2 separate regions of the Gossypium hirsutum genome follow, and region 2 is linked to region 1. A link is a contact called in public Hi-C data. All regions are on one chromosome and are shown on one strand. The core of a region is the stretch at or near the end of the contact, and the rest is flanking DNA. Distances in the headings are between cores, read along the strand shown. Region 1 holds the start of LOC107898796 (ATP-dependent Clp protease proteolytic subunit-related protein 1, chloroplastic). Region 2 has its middle 5.8 kb from the start of LOC107898791.

Region 1 (6,108 bases), core at 1,697-4,196:
GCAAGCATCTCATCATAATTCTGACCGTGAAACAAAAGAAAAATAAAAACCTTGATAAGGGGGTGACTATATGTGCATGAAATCCAACACAAATGTCGAATATGAATATGTTCAGTTTTTTTTTTTTTTAGTTTCTCTATGCATTTGAAGGTCTTGGAGGGTCATATCTCTACACTTATGTTCAGATATGTGTTAGATACGAGTGTCGAACATAGCACTTCAAAACAACATGGGTCAAAAGTAACAAAAAACACTACCCGTTTCTCGAACGCAGCATCTCTTGAATCGATTATCTTGTCAGCAAGGCCATAGTCTATGGCTTCTTGAGCTTGGAAATATTTAGGACGCTGAACATCTTTAGCAATTTCTTCCTTGGTTTTCCCTGTGCCTTTTGCTACTAGCTCAATGTAGGACTCGGTATTTGCATCAAGTTCCTTGGCCTGAAAATAATATATGTATATGTATACATATCACAAAAGAAGCTAAAACAAGCATGCTGATAAACAAAGCATAAAGGGTAGAGAGTGAGAGCACCTTTATCCACATATCTATGACAGCCCCACTTGATCTGCTGACTTTAGGCAGATATAACTTAGCTGCAAGTTTTTAAAACATGGAAAAGGAGAACATGAACATCAATTATTATCAAACCAAAAGAACAAGGAAAAAAAGGGGCCTAAAAAGTTAAATTGACCAGAAAATTCATGCCCCGCCCCTTTTGTAGTTATAACTCAGAAATTCAGAAAAATTATGACTCTAAAAAGAAAACAATAGTTGCATTATTGGTACAGAGTAAAATGAAAAAAGAAAAAGAAAATGATAGGAAGCTCAAATCTTTGATCTTGCAGTCCTAAAGATAAGCAATTAGTAAGGAGGTAAAATTCGAAATTCTGAAGAAACGATTTTAAACAAGGTAGTGAAAATCAAGTCGAGACTCATTGGTGGGTTCACCAACCGCAGGTAGAGTAAAAAAATGAAACAACATAATTTATGCTCATCTTCTAAGTTACAAAGAGGAATTGAATCATACTGGATGAATTTGGCTGTACTGCACGATAACCCTTAGCTCCTTGAGATAAAAGCATTGCTGCTTGACCATATGCCATGCCACAATTCACAGTGTACATTTCTGATTTGCAGTACTGTGAGTAAACAGATAGGACATGGAAAGTGAACGAGTTAAATTTACAGTACATCCAACTGCTAAATAAGGAATAATGACCCAAAACACTAAGAACTTATATCCACATAACTATTTAACTGAACTATTTCCAGTAAATCATACTTATTAACAGTAATAATGGTTTATCATGATACTTACAGCCATGGTGTCAGCTATAGCATATGCCTCGGTTTCTGATCCAACAGTCTCCATCTTCTCATTCTATATAGATCAGAAGCAATCAATCAACACAAATAGGTATGAAAACTTCCAATACACGATTCCAAGATGCCACAAAAGGATAAATGCTTCAATGAAAGTTGAGGGGACTGATAAAGAATTAGAAACATTCTTCTGACCTGTGTCCCAGATGAATTGATGTATAAGTAAATAGGCTTTGAGGGGTTATCATAATCTAACCACATTAATTGAGCAACAATAAGTTCAGTCACTGCTGGTACAATCTACAGCAACAAGATTAAAAAAAAAAATCAACAAATTAGATATTAGTCACCATGCAAGATTATAGGCGAGATATGAATGGAGACTCACTGGCATGCCAAGATAACATATTCGAGCATCTAAGAGCAAAGAAGGCAAATCCGGAGGAGCAGTTCTAGGCCGTCCATATCCTCTGCCCCCTCCTCGATACATGCTTACACTCATACTATATTTAGAAGGACCTCTATCATTAATGCTCGACATACTCCACATCCCTCCATTATCCAAATAGTTTCTAGCAGATGAAATACTTTCCTGGAAAACGTTGAAAAAGTAAGTTTTAGGTTCTACATTAAAACTAATTTCTTCACTGAGCTGAGATATCAACAAAGATTAGAAAGGGCCAAACCTCAGTAACACTTTCGGATTGTCGACGGACGGGATTATCTTCTGTCATGAACATGTCCATTTGTGAAGGACTAAGACCATAAAGATATCCAGGAACATTTTTATAATTTTCCATCACTACAAACAATCAAACAAGACAGTAAAAGCTTTTATCTTCACTTCAAATGAATCCCATTTCAAATCAGCTTGTAATAATTTCATAACTCAAATAACGAATTAACCATCAAAGCTGAAAGCTCCAACTAGAACTAAAATAGCACCTGGTAAATTCATACATTAATTAAATCATTCATGTTTATGACTATAGCAATATTAAAATAAATTTCAAATAACATCTCCTATATTCTTTAAACAAAAAAAATAAATTAAGAAACTATTAGTTCCCAAATCCGAAGTCCGATAGACACGAATTGGCACTTCAAAAACCCAACCCTAAAATCCTTGCCATCTAAGTTAAAACAAAAAACTCTACAATTGGTTTCAAAAAGGAAGGATTTTTTTTAAGGCAAAGCGAAACAATATTATGTTCTTAGCTTGAAACAAAAGTGAGGAAAACAAAAACTAACATCCATCTTTGAGATTTTGTTCTCTGAATTGCTTGGGGATGTGGTCGATTGACTTGGCAAAGGGAGGTTTGAAGCATTTTTGAGCAGTGGGCTTTCGATAATGGGGCTTCGTCAACAAGAAGAGCTTGGTGCCGGAGAGGAAAGACGATTTATTGGCCCCGATATTGGGAACCATCGCTTCTGGGTTGGGCGCTGTTAAAGATAAGAGCAGCGAGGCCGCCATGAGAGAGGAGATGCGTGAAGCTTTAAGCAACCAAACTGTCGATGCTAACCAGAAAAATAAGTATTCAGGATTTTCCAGATAGAAGTAATTTTAATCACAGGGAAATTTATTTGAATAAGCCTCTCAGCCATGCTGAGCCCAAATGTTATTTAGGTTTGTAATTAGGTTTTTGGATAACGGCCCACCCCCAAATTCAGCAGGATTTTTGGATTAATTGCACTGCACATCCCTAAACTATGATCCTAAATTGGTCTCCAAACTTCAAATAATTCTAATTACATCCAAAACTACCGAACTTATATCAATTAGGTCCTTTTATTACTAAACTCATTAATTTAGCCGTTAAATGGCACGCCAGATTTTATGTGACATAATTTAAAATGAAATTTTTAAGAAACATGAATATTATAAAAATGGATGTTGTAAAAATCTTGGTTTTGAGGTTCTCAAAACTTTTGCAGAAGCTTGATCTTTCACTTTCTCATTTTTGGTTTTACTTTATTTTTAACTTTTACTTTTAAAATTTTTCACTTGTCATTTAACGATTAAATTGATAGTTTTAATAACAAAATGAACTAATTGCTATAATCTCAATAGTTTCAAGATGTAATTAGAATGTTTTTAAGTTTGGGAACCAATTTAAAATGAAGGCATAGTTTAGGGACATTTGGTGAAATTAACTCAAAGGTAAATTACAAGCTTAGTTATTTATGGTTTAAATTATGTTTAGATCACTGAATTAAAAATTTTTTTTATATAATTACTAACATTATCAATTTGTTACATTATAATTATCAAACTGTTAATTGCTAATATAATAATAATTCAACATTCGTTAACAATATATTTTTAATATTTTATTTGTTTTCCTTCCCCTCCATTTCATGTGATTTTTTTCATTTTTTTTCTTTTTATTTTTGCTCTCTTTATTTGTCTCCATGATATATTAAACAACCTAAATTGTGCCAAGGTCGTCAATGAACCCATTTCTACTAAGGTTAAGGTCCCAACTTGTGCAAACTAATCCCAAAGGAATTGGCCTTTTTTAAAGTTATTCAAAGAATTGTGGCTTGTTAAATTTGTGACATTACAAGGATTTAGAGGCATTAAACAAAACCAAAATGAGTGAATTTTGGGAGAGAATTAAAAGAAAATTGTGGGGTTTTTTTTTAATTTTAAAACCAAACATTTCAATCCTTGTAAAGGGATCAAAATTGGAATTTAATCATTGTTTTATCATGTCATAAAAAATAAAAGAAATGCAATAGACAAGTGTGATAAAGGACTTTTGATCCGCTGTAATTTGATACGTCAAATTAGACTCTCTAATACACTTGAAGAGCTTATTCTCAAGTAATTTAAGTGTCTTTTATATGTTTTTGTCGATTTTTAGCTTCAAGCATTAGTAAACGTTTTTGCTTAGTTTTGCCCCTTTTAAGACCCAAATTGGCCAAATGATGCCATGGGAAACCTAACGATGTGATTGAGTTGATGTAAGGAGACAATAATGGTCCGACCTCGAGGAAAACATCATTCAGAGTGGGTGTCGCGACACTGAAGCCATGGACGCCACAATACCCAGACCTTTCACCTTGAGGATGCAAAACTTCAACACAAAATCAACATGGAGCATACTGTTGTAGGAGTCACGATACCAAGGGATGGATGTCGTGACACCAAGCCAATGTCGCAATACCGAGCCTCTGAAGTCATGCTATTCTTAAAGGTGTTAAAGTGAAGAAATTGAGGCTGACCAACTCTAGTGATGTCAACATCGACTAGTGGGCGTTGTGACACCGAGACCCCCAAGATCTACACATTCATTACTGTCTAAGGTGTAGCGACACCAAAGCCTGGGTGTCATGACGCCGCTACCTGGTAGAGAGAAATTAGTTGCAAGGGTAGTCTTTTGTCCAACACTATACCCAATCAAAACACAACTTCTAGAGGCATTATTGTCAACATTTTTTTAATGCAATCAGATGAAAACCACTTTTGGTTAAAAACTAGGAGAGAACTTTTGTATTTACTTTCTTTCATCCTTTAAGCTTTCTAGTTAGTCTTCTTTAATTTTTCTAAGGTTTAGTCTTTAGCTTTTCTAGTTTTAGTTGTTTTAGTTGGTAGTTAGTTTTAACTGTAGCTTTGTCTAAATTGCAATTTAGTACTTAAAAATCTCTTTGTATTTTGATTTTAATCCATAGCTTTTAATATAGCTCAGCTCTATTTTCTTTTCATAGTTAAAAATTTGAACTTTGTTGGTATTTTCCATCTCCATTGTTGCTACAATCATCTTTTTCAAACAACCATCACTAAATCACTAAGCTTTCTTTAACCTTATTTTTTCTGCTTATTTAAATGAATTCTTTGAATGTATGTTGGATTGTTGCTTATATGAAAATGATGTTAAGTAATTAAATCTTGGATGGTTGGTTGATGGAATTGTTGCTTGGTTAGTTTTTTGGTATAGGAACTAAATCATAAAAATTGGACTAAATCGAATAAACTTCACAACTTAGAATTGACGCCTTTATGTGAATATTTAGATAGGTGAGACTGAGAGGAGATCCTATTGAGCACCAATTTGATTGTCCTAGGTTAGTTTGGTAAGGCTGATAGATAAACCAGACTAAATCATCTAATTTGATAAAATTGTGACCGAGAGGTAAAATTGAGCAAATTAGAAGTTTAAGCTTTTTAAAATTCCTAATCCAAAGACTAATCAACAATATGGAAGTCAACCAACCACTTTTTTATTGAATTTTTAATTCTTTAATTTTGATTGTTTTACAATTTGGTCCTTTTTAGTGTCAGTAGCCAATTAGTGTAATTTAACCTTGATTATGAATTGTTATAATATATCCCTTAGCGAGTAGTTAGTTAGATTTGTAGCACCCCTCGCCTGACCTGATCGCCGGATACGAGTTGTAAGATGCTACAATCGTTGCTGGAGCAACATTAGGCAATTTGATAACATCTGACTAATCACAAATGCAAACAAGTATAATTCATATTCTAATATATATTACAATAATTTATTAGTTGCACACGAGCTTACGAAAGCTCTTTTGTTAAACCGTACATGAATTAGGACCAAATTGTAAAGGTTTAAAAATTCAAAGCCGACGTCGTGACTTCAACAATTCCATGTTGTGACGACACCAACCAATATGTCATGTTGTGACGTCATACCTTTCATCGTTGCGACGAGGGATGTTGGTCATCAAGATGTGCCCCCTATTTTTGGTAAAAATGAACCATTTTGTTCTAATTCAAGACATGTACTCCCACCTATTTGACTCAAACCATTT
Region 2 (6,108 bases), core at 1,994-4,493, 110 kb after region 1:
AACAAGATAAATTCGTATCTTTAATATATTTATTTTTGGCTAATTATCAAATAAAATGCTATTAAGTTTGGATTTTTCTTATCAGGAATGAAGTTGGTGTGCTGAATTCAAACTCTTACAAAAAATGACTAAATTGGAACAAAAAGCACAGAGGAGGGCATGATTGAAAGATTGGAGATTCAAAGATGATTGGATAAAGATTGAAGGGTTGAAGATTTTTTTAAGTGACTGGATAAAGATTGAATGATTTTTTATATTGTTACAACTCTGTAATTAATTTAAATTCTAGTTTAAATTTGATTTTTAAATTTTGAATTATTTAGTAATAATATTTAAAATTATTTAGTGATAATATTTAAGAAAAATCTAACTAAATTTTAATACTAAAAATGTATATAAATACCTAGTGGCTACAACCAATTGAACACGCTTTACTTTGGCATTTAATAAATTCTTTATTTTTTTATTCTCGCGTCACCCATATTCTGTTCTTTCAATTTTTTTTCTTTAACTTTTAGCTTTTTGGTTTAATTTCCTTCCAAAGCCCTTTCCCTTTCCACCTTTCACAATTCCATGAAACCATTTTCAAAGCATGCTTTTTCCATGATTAACTAAACCCTTTTTAGCCTTAGCCCGGTTATCACTTCGACAAATAAATCGTGAGATATGAACCCGCACCAAATACTTTACAATTCGGTATTTGGTATCTCTTTGGTATATGGGATAGTACAAATTTGTCCTTCAAAGTTGATTTGATTTCAATTCAAAAAGCGCTCGTTGGGTCGGAATCATTTGGCGTATAGTTAGGAAGTTGAGTCGCTGGTGCTATATTCAAAAATTCGCGAACAAATTGGCTTGTTAAATTGGAAAAATCTAGTTGGATTCTGTCAAGGGAAATAGTCATCAAATTTAAACGACCCACACGGTTGAGGTTGTTAATTCGAGTTGGGCTTTTCAGATTGCAAGGCTGTCAAAATCTTAAATTACGGGCATGTGCCATGTGGTTGGAAATTTGACAAGGGTTAATTTGCAGGTGATATCGAGATCGACTATGAGAGGAAGAGTTGGGGGTTTGAAGGATCCTCGATTGCTATAACCAGCTTATCCCTTGGAAGAGAAAATATATTTCAAGGATTGATTCAAGATTGGAGTACACTGAGGCTAAGGCTAAACTTAACAAAATATTTTATTTATTCATTTATTTTATTTTCTTAAATTTATTTTTGCATTTTCGAATGTATTTTTATTTTATTTTATTTTTCGTATTTTACTCTTTATTTATCTTAACTAATTTAAACCCCCCATTTTTTTAGTTTCAACATTTCTACACATAGGTCATGGGCACGACTGTGACCGCAACATTGATTTTGGTCACGAAAAAAGGCAAAATTAGATAGTCAGTCCTTGTGGATTCGACGCTACTGCTCTATACTGCTAATTACTGTTATTTTGTCGTAGTAATTTATATTTGGTGGTTTCGACGCCCATCAGTCCCTGTCAATTTTGAAAATAAGCAAATTAGTCTTTTTCTCAACAAAAATTACAAAAATATTCAAAATAATTTTTAAATTTCAAAATATTTATAAAAATTCCAAAATTTATTTTTTTTACAAAATTATAATAATCTTAAAAGGATTCTAAAGAATATATAAAGAAAGTTTAAAGTTTTCTAAATAAGTTAATTAACGATTCAAGTTTATCATACTAAAATATTTTATTTCTATTTTGCTTTAAAAAAGTTTTCAAATTTATGTACTATAACACGAAAGTAGTTATATTATAACAAGATTTTTATTTGACATGTTTATTTTTTTATTTTAACTCGAGAAATTTTACTCGATTCAATTCAACTCGAATTCTATTTTACTTGACTAGATTTGAAAAATTTTCAAATCTAGTTAGGATGATAAAATAAGACTCGTCCACTCGATTAATTTAAATTTTTTCATTTGATTTAATCAAACGCTTACATATAATATAAAAAAGAACGGATATAATCAAAATTATAACGAGATTGTTAAAAAAATTGAAAGAGTTATGGATAATAATAGAAATTATATAAAAAAATTTTATTTCTAAAAATATGTATTTTGAGAAAAAATATAAAAAAAAGTTATGATTTGTCAATGGAATGAAAGATAGCTAATTGCGCGTAAATGGAAAGGTTTAAAAAAAAAAAAAAGGAAAACGCGTTTTCCACTTTATTTTCGTTATAGTGCATACAGCCAACAGATACTCCCGCCACTTTTAGAAGAATAAATAATAAAAACATAATAAAAATTTTATTTAAATTAATTTAAATATTTAATTTAAAATATTTTTTTATTTTTTATTATTATTTGTTTGGATAATATATATTTAAAACAGACCAAGTACGAATAAAGGCGTTGAACCGATTGACTCAAAAATTACTTTAAATTTGTACAAATTAAAAATCGAGACAAAAATAAATTGGTTTAATAAAATTTCTCTTTTTATTTTTTAAAAGAATTTTAATTAATTAATTAATTATTGTTGGTTTGATGGTCGAATCGAACGAATTGGCTTAATTAGAAATCAATGGTATGACGTGTTCAATCATTAGTCTTGTTATTAAAAACACAGAGTGTTATTTATATTTTTCAAGTTAGGAAATCAAAATAGACCTAATTGTCAAATTTAGGTGCCAAAATAAACTACTAAAAATACAGGTACCAAAGTGAATTTATTTATTAAATTTAAGAGTCAAAAATTATATTATCCCTTATTTGTTTACTTTTTAATATTTTTTTCTTACCTTTTCTTTCTTTATTTCTAATTAATTTTTAAATTTTTTAAAAGAATTAAATTATTACTTCTGATTGATTTTTTTTTTGTTATATTTTTATCTCAATTCAGATTTATTTTCTTTTAATGTGGAGTCGTTCCCTACTAAACAAGTGCTTTCTCCACAATAATGATAGTGGAGGGGACTGGTACTTCTAGATCTGGACGATTGGTAATAGTGTGACTGGGAGCCAAGGGTGGTGTTTTGTTGGATGTGTTGCTCTGTCCGAGCGGACCGTCGCTGGAGACGTGAACCTCTATCTCCTCTGCTATCAGGCAGGACGGCAAGATTTTCCTTACTCAACGGAGGTGGTTGGGCTTTCTTTTGATTTTACTTTGGTTGTGAGATTTTTTTTTATATTTTACTTGCAGCCTGTCTATATCTTTATATGACACGTTGTTGTTTTTATTAATAAATATATAATTTAATTAAAAATAGAAATGCCCCAGTGAAGATGAGCTTTCACAGCCGTACGTAACGTGGTATGCAAAATTCTGTGGCACATATGTCACAATTAAAAGAGAATATTCATATTGTATTAATTGATATTTATTGAGAATATTAAATAACAAATATATTATTATATTAATGGGCAACGCATATTTATTTATTTATTTATTTTGTTTTTTTTTGTTTTTTGCTTTCGTTTGATTTGTTTGTTCGTCAGTAAATGAACTTTATTACATGTGATACTGAAGAGATTCTAAAATAAAATGTGATCCCATAATTAATTATACCATTTTTTTAAATTTCATTTCGATGTATAAAATTATAAAAATTATAAAAAAAAAAGTTACAACTTAGGGTTAAGGTTGATATTATATATATTAGTAAATCCAGATACGATCACATGGTATAAAATAAATAATTAAACGTAATGATATTATACAACAAGGCATAATGATATATTTGGTCCTCTAACCTTTTAAGAAAAAATCATTTTAGTTCTCTATTTAATTTTTAATCTTTTTTAGCATTTAGACTTTCGTTTTTTGTCGGATCACCCCAAAACAGACGGAAAAGTTTACGTTTTTTCACTTTACTGGTATGGCATATACGTGGATTGTCACATGGATGATACATCAGCTATACAACCCAAATTTTGCCCGGCCCAGCAACCCAATCAATAAAACAGTCCATAAGTCCAAAACAATTGAACCACAACACACAGCCCAAACAGAAGCCCAACACCCAGCCCAACAAACAAAGTCAAACTAGGGTTTATAAAATATTTATGGCTCGGTTTATAGAAACGAGGTCTCGATCCCTAATAAATCATTATAAAACACAAATTACCAATTCAAAAACTCTTTTAAAACCACATTTGACTTGTAAATATTAAAAAATAATATTTATAACACATAAAATATTAAATCTACTATAATGTAAACATTAAAAAATGTTTAAATGATTATATATAAAATTTTAATAAATAAAAAATTATAATTATTAAACATTAAATTAAAATAATATAAATATAATTTTTAAAATATATATTAAAATTAATAACTCTAAAAATTGAATATTAAGCAAATAGTAATCACTCAAACATATCTTTCTTTTAGGTACCTTTAGGGGGGAAAAGGAAAAATAAAGACAAGAGAAACTTGTCCATTATAGTGAGGTTTCAAAGTCATTCAACAATGGGTTGGAAAGATTTTTATTTCTTTTTTGACCCTTTAATTTAAATTATTTGAGGATAAGTCCTACATATATAGGCACCAGGCAGCTTTGTTTGACAATTATATTTCTATTTTTTGCTTTTAAATTATAATTGGATTTGTTTTGATTTTTTTATAACCAACCACTATAAGCAAAAGGACAATATTATTGTCTATTCAAATCTGCTTTAATTTATACTTTGATGGATACATCTCATAAATAAAATATGTTATGGAAAATAATATTAATATCGCGAATTTATTTTTTTAATTCTTAAGTGGGAAGATAAACGAGCTTCAACGCACTCGAATCCACGTTTTCTTGCATTAGTAACAATATCGATATTAACCGAGCTAAGATTCAATCAACAATTTTACCGCTTTTTTTTTTAAAAGAAAAGAAAAACAATTCATTGCACACAAAATGAGGGGACAATGGAAAGCCCAACAAAGGTTGGCAAGGTGCTCGAAGTAGAAACTTGAATCTTCGAATAAGATAACCCCACAGTAATCAACAGCTGAGAAAAACCCATTAACAGACTGAGTAACACCACGACTGAGGAAGATCATCCCAACAATTATTTTTCCCCCTAGATTAATCATAGAGATGCTAATAGGTATTTAGAAGCTATTTTATTTGATTAAATCAAGATGGTTGGAATTTTTGCCCGTCTATGAATGTAACTATTAGATGAGTCTAATCAACTCCAACATAGGGTTTATTTTTAAATATTTTATACTCTTTTGTTGACTAATTGGGGTTACGTTGAAAAGGAAAATTTTGAAAAAAAATCAAATAGGATATAGTTTTAAAAGTAGTATGAGAATCTTATCTTTTAAATTTTTTTTAAAGAATAAAATGTTTTATAATTTTTTAATAATTTTTAATTTTTAAAAATAGTTTTTATAATTTTTTTGAATTTTTTAAAATTTTAACAAATAATTAAATACTGAGTCATTAATGTGGCAATTCACATGTACGTTACGTAAGCAAAGTTAAAAAAGCATTGAATTTTTCATTCAATTTAATAAAAAAATTACAAGTTTAAAGGCTTAAAAGATATTTAATTTTTTATTTAAAACTTCAAAAAACTATAAAAAATATTTTTAAAAATTAAAATTATTAAAAAAGTATAAAACATATTTTTTTATTGTTAATTGACATGATATACACATAAATTGCCACGTCAATAAAATTACCAGATATCAAACTTTCCATCCATTTTAAGAATTAAAATTTAAGCTTTTAAGTTTGTATCAATTGTTTTTTTTCTTTTAAATCCTTAAAAATTTTAGGTATAATTAAATTGGCTTAATTAGTAAGTTTTTTTTTCATTTTCATTTAATTATTAATTTAATCTAAAGTAAATTTGATACTTAAAAAAAATGCTTTGAAACTAATGGTGTAGTCATCAATGCAAATAAATTTTATTATTTTAAAGGCAAAAATCAAGCCCATAATGTATTGGATTTCGGCCCAGCTAACAATCAAGCTCGCAAGGCCTCGAAAGTAAAATACCACTATGGGCCATGAGGCGATGAAAAATGGCTTTATTTGTAAATTAGCCCTTGAAGTATATCACAATTCATAAATTAGTTCCGAAAGTTTTTTTTTATCAAAAGTGATGTTTGAATTATCAA

What was found. A called contact is a pair of places that touch in the nucleus more often than the background predicts.
Region 2: a Hi-C map of leaf shows a contact between it and region 1, with 1.7 times the contacts expected there. The contact joins the enhancer-like site here to the promoter of LOC107898796 in region 1. A contact is called at or near these places in 8 of 34 Hi-C or Micro-C datasets (callus and leaf).

Annotation. Positions count from the first base shown.
Region 1 is chrD04:54,394,997-54,401,104 of Gossypium_hirsutum_v2.1, forward strand. LOC107898796 (ATP-dependent Clp protease proteolytic subunit-related protein 1, chloroplastic) reads right to left here and starts at 2,947. Exons shown (of 9, transcript XM_016824340.2): 1 at 2,578-2,947; 2 at 2,013-2,128; 3 at 1,715-1,918; 4 at 1,522-1,626; 5 at 1,322-1,384; 6 at 1,031-1,142; 7 at 535-596; 8 at 258-440; 9 at 1-20. The coding sequence starts at 2,800.
Region 2 is chrD04:54,502,333-54,508,440 of Gossypium_hirsutum_v2.1, forward strand. No RefSeq gene overlaps it. Among protein-coding and RNA genes, the nearest start is that of LOC107898791, 5.8 kb to the left of the region's middle. Within about 2 kb of position 3,244, at least 8 of the 9 cell types and tissues checked have an H3K27ac peak or open chromatin away from gene starts, as enhancers often do. A contact at or near this core is called in leaf, where this site is marked.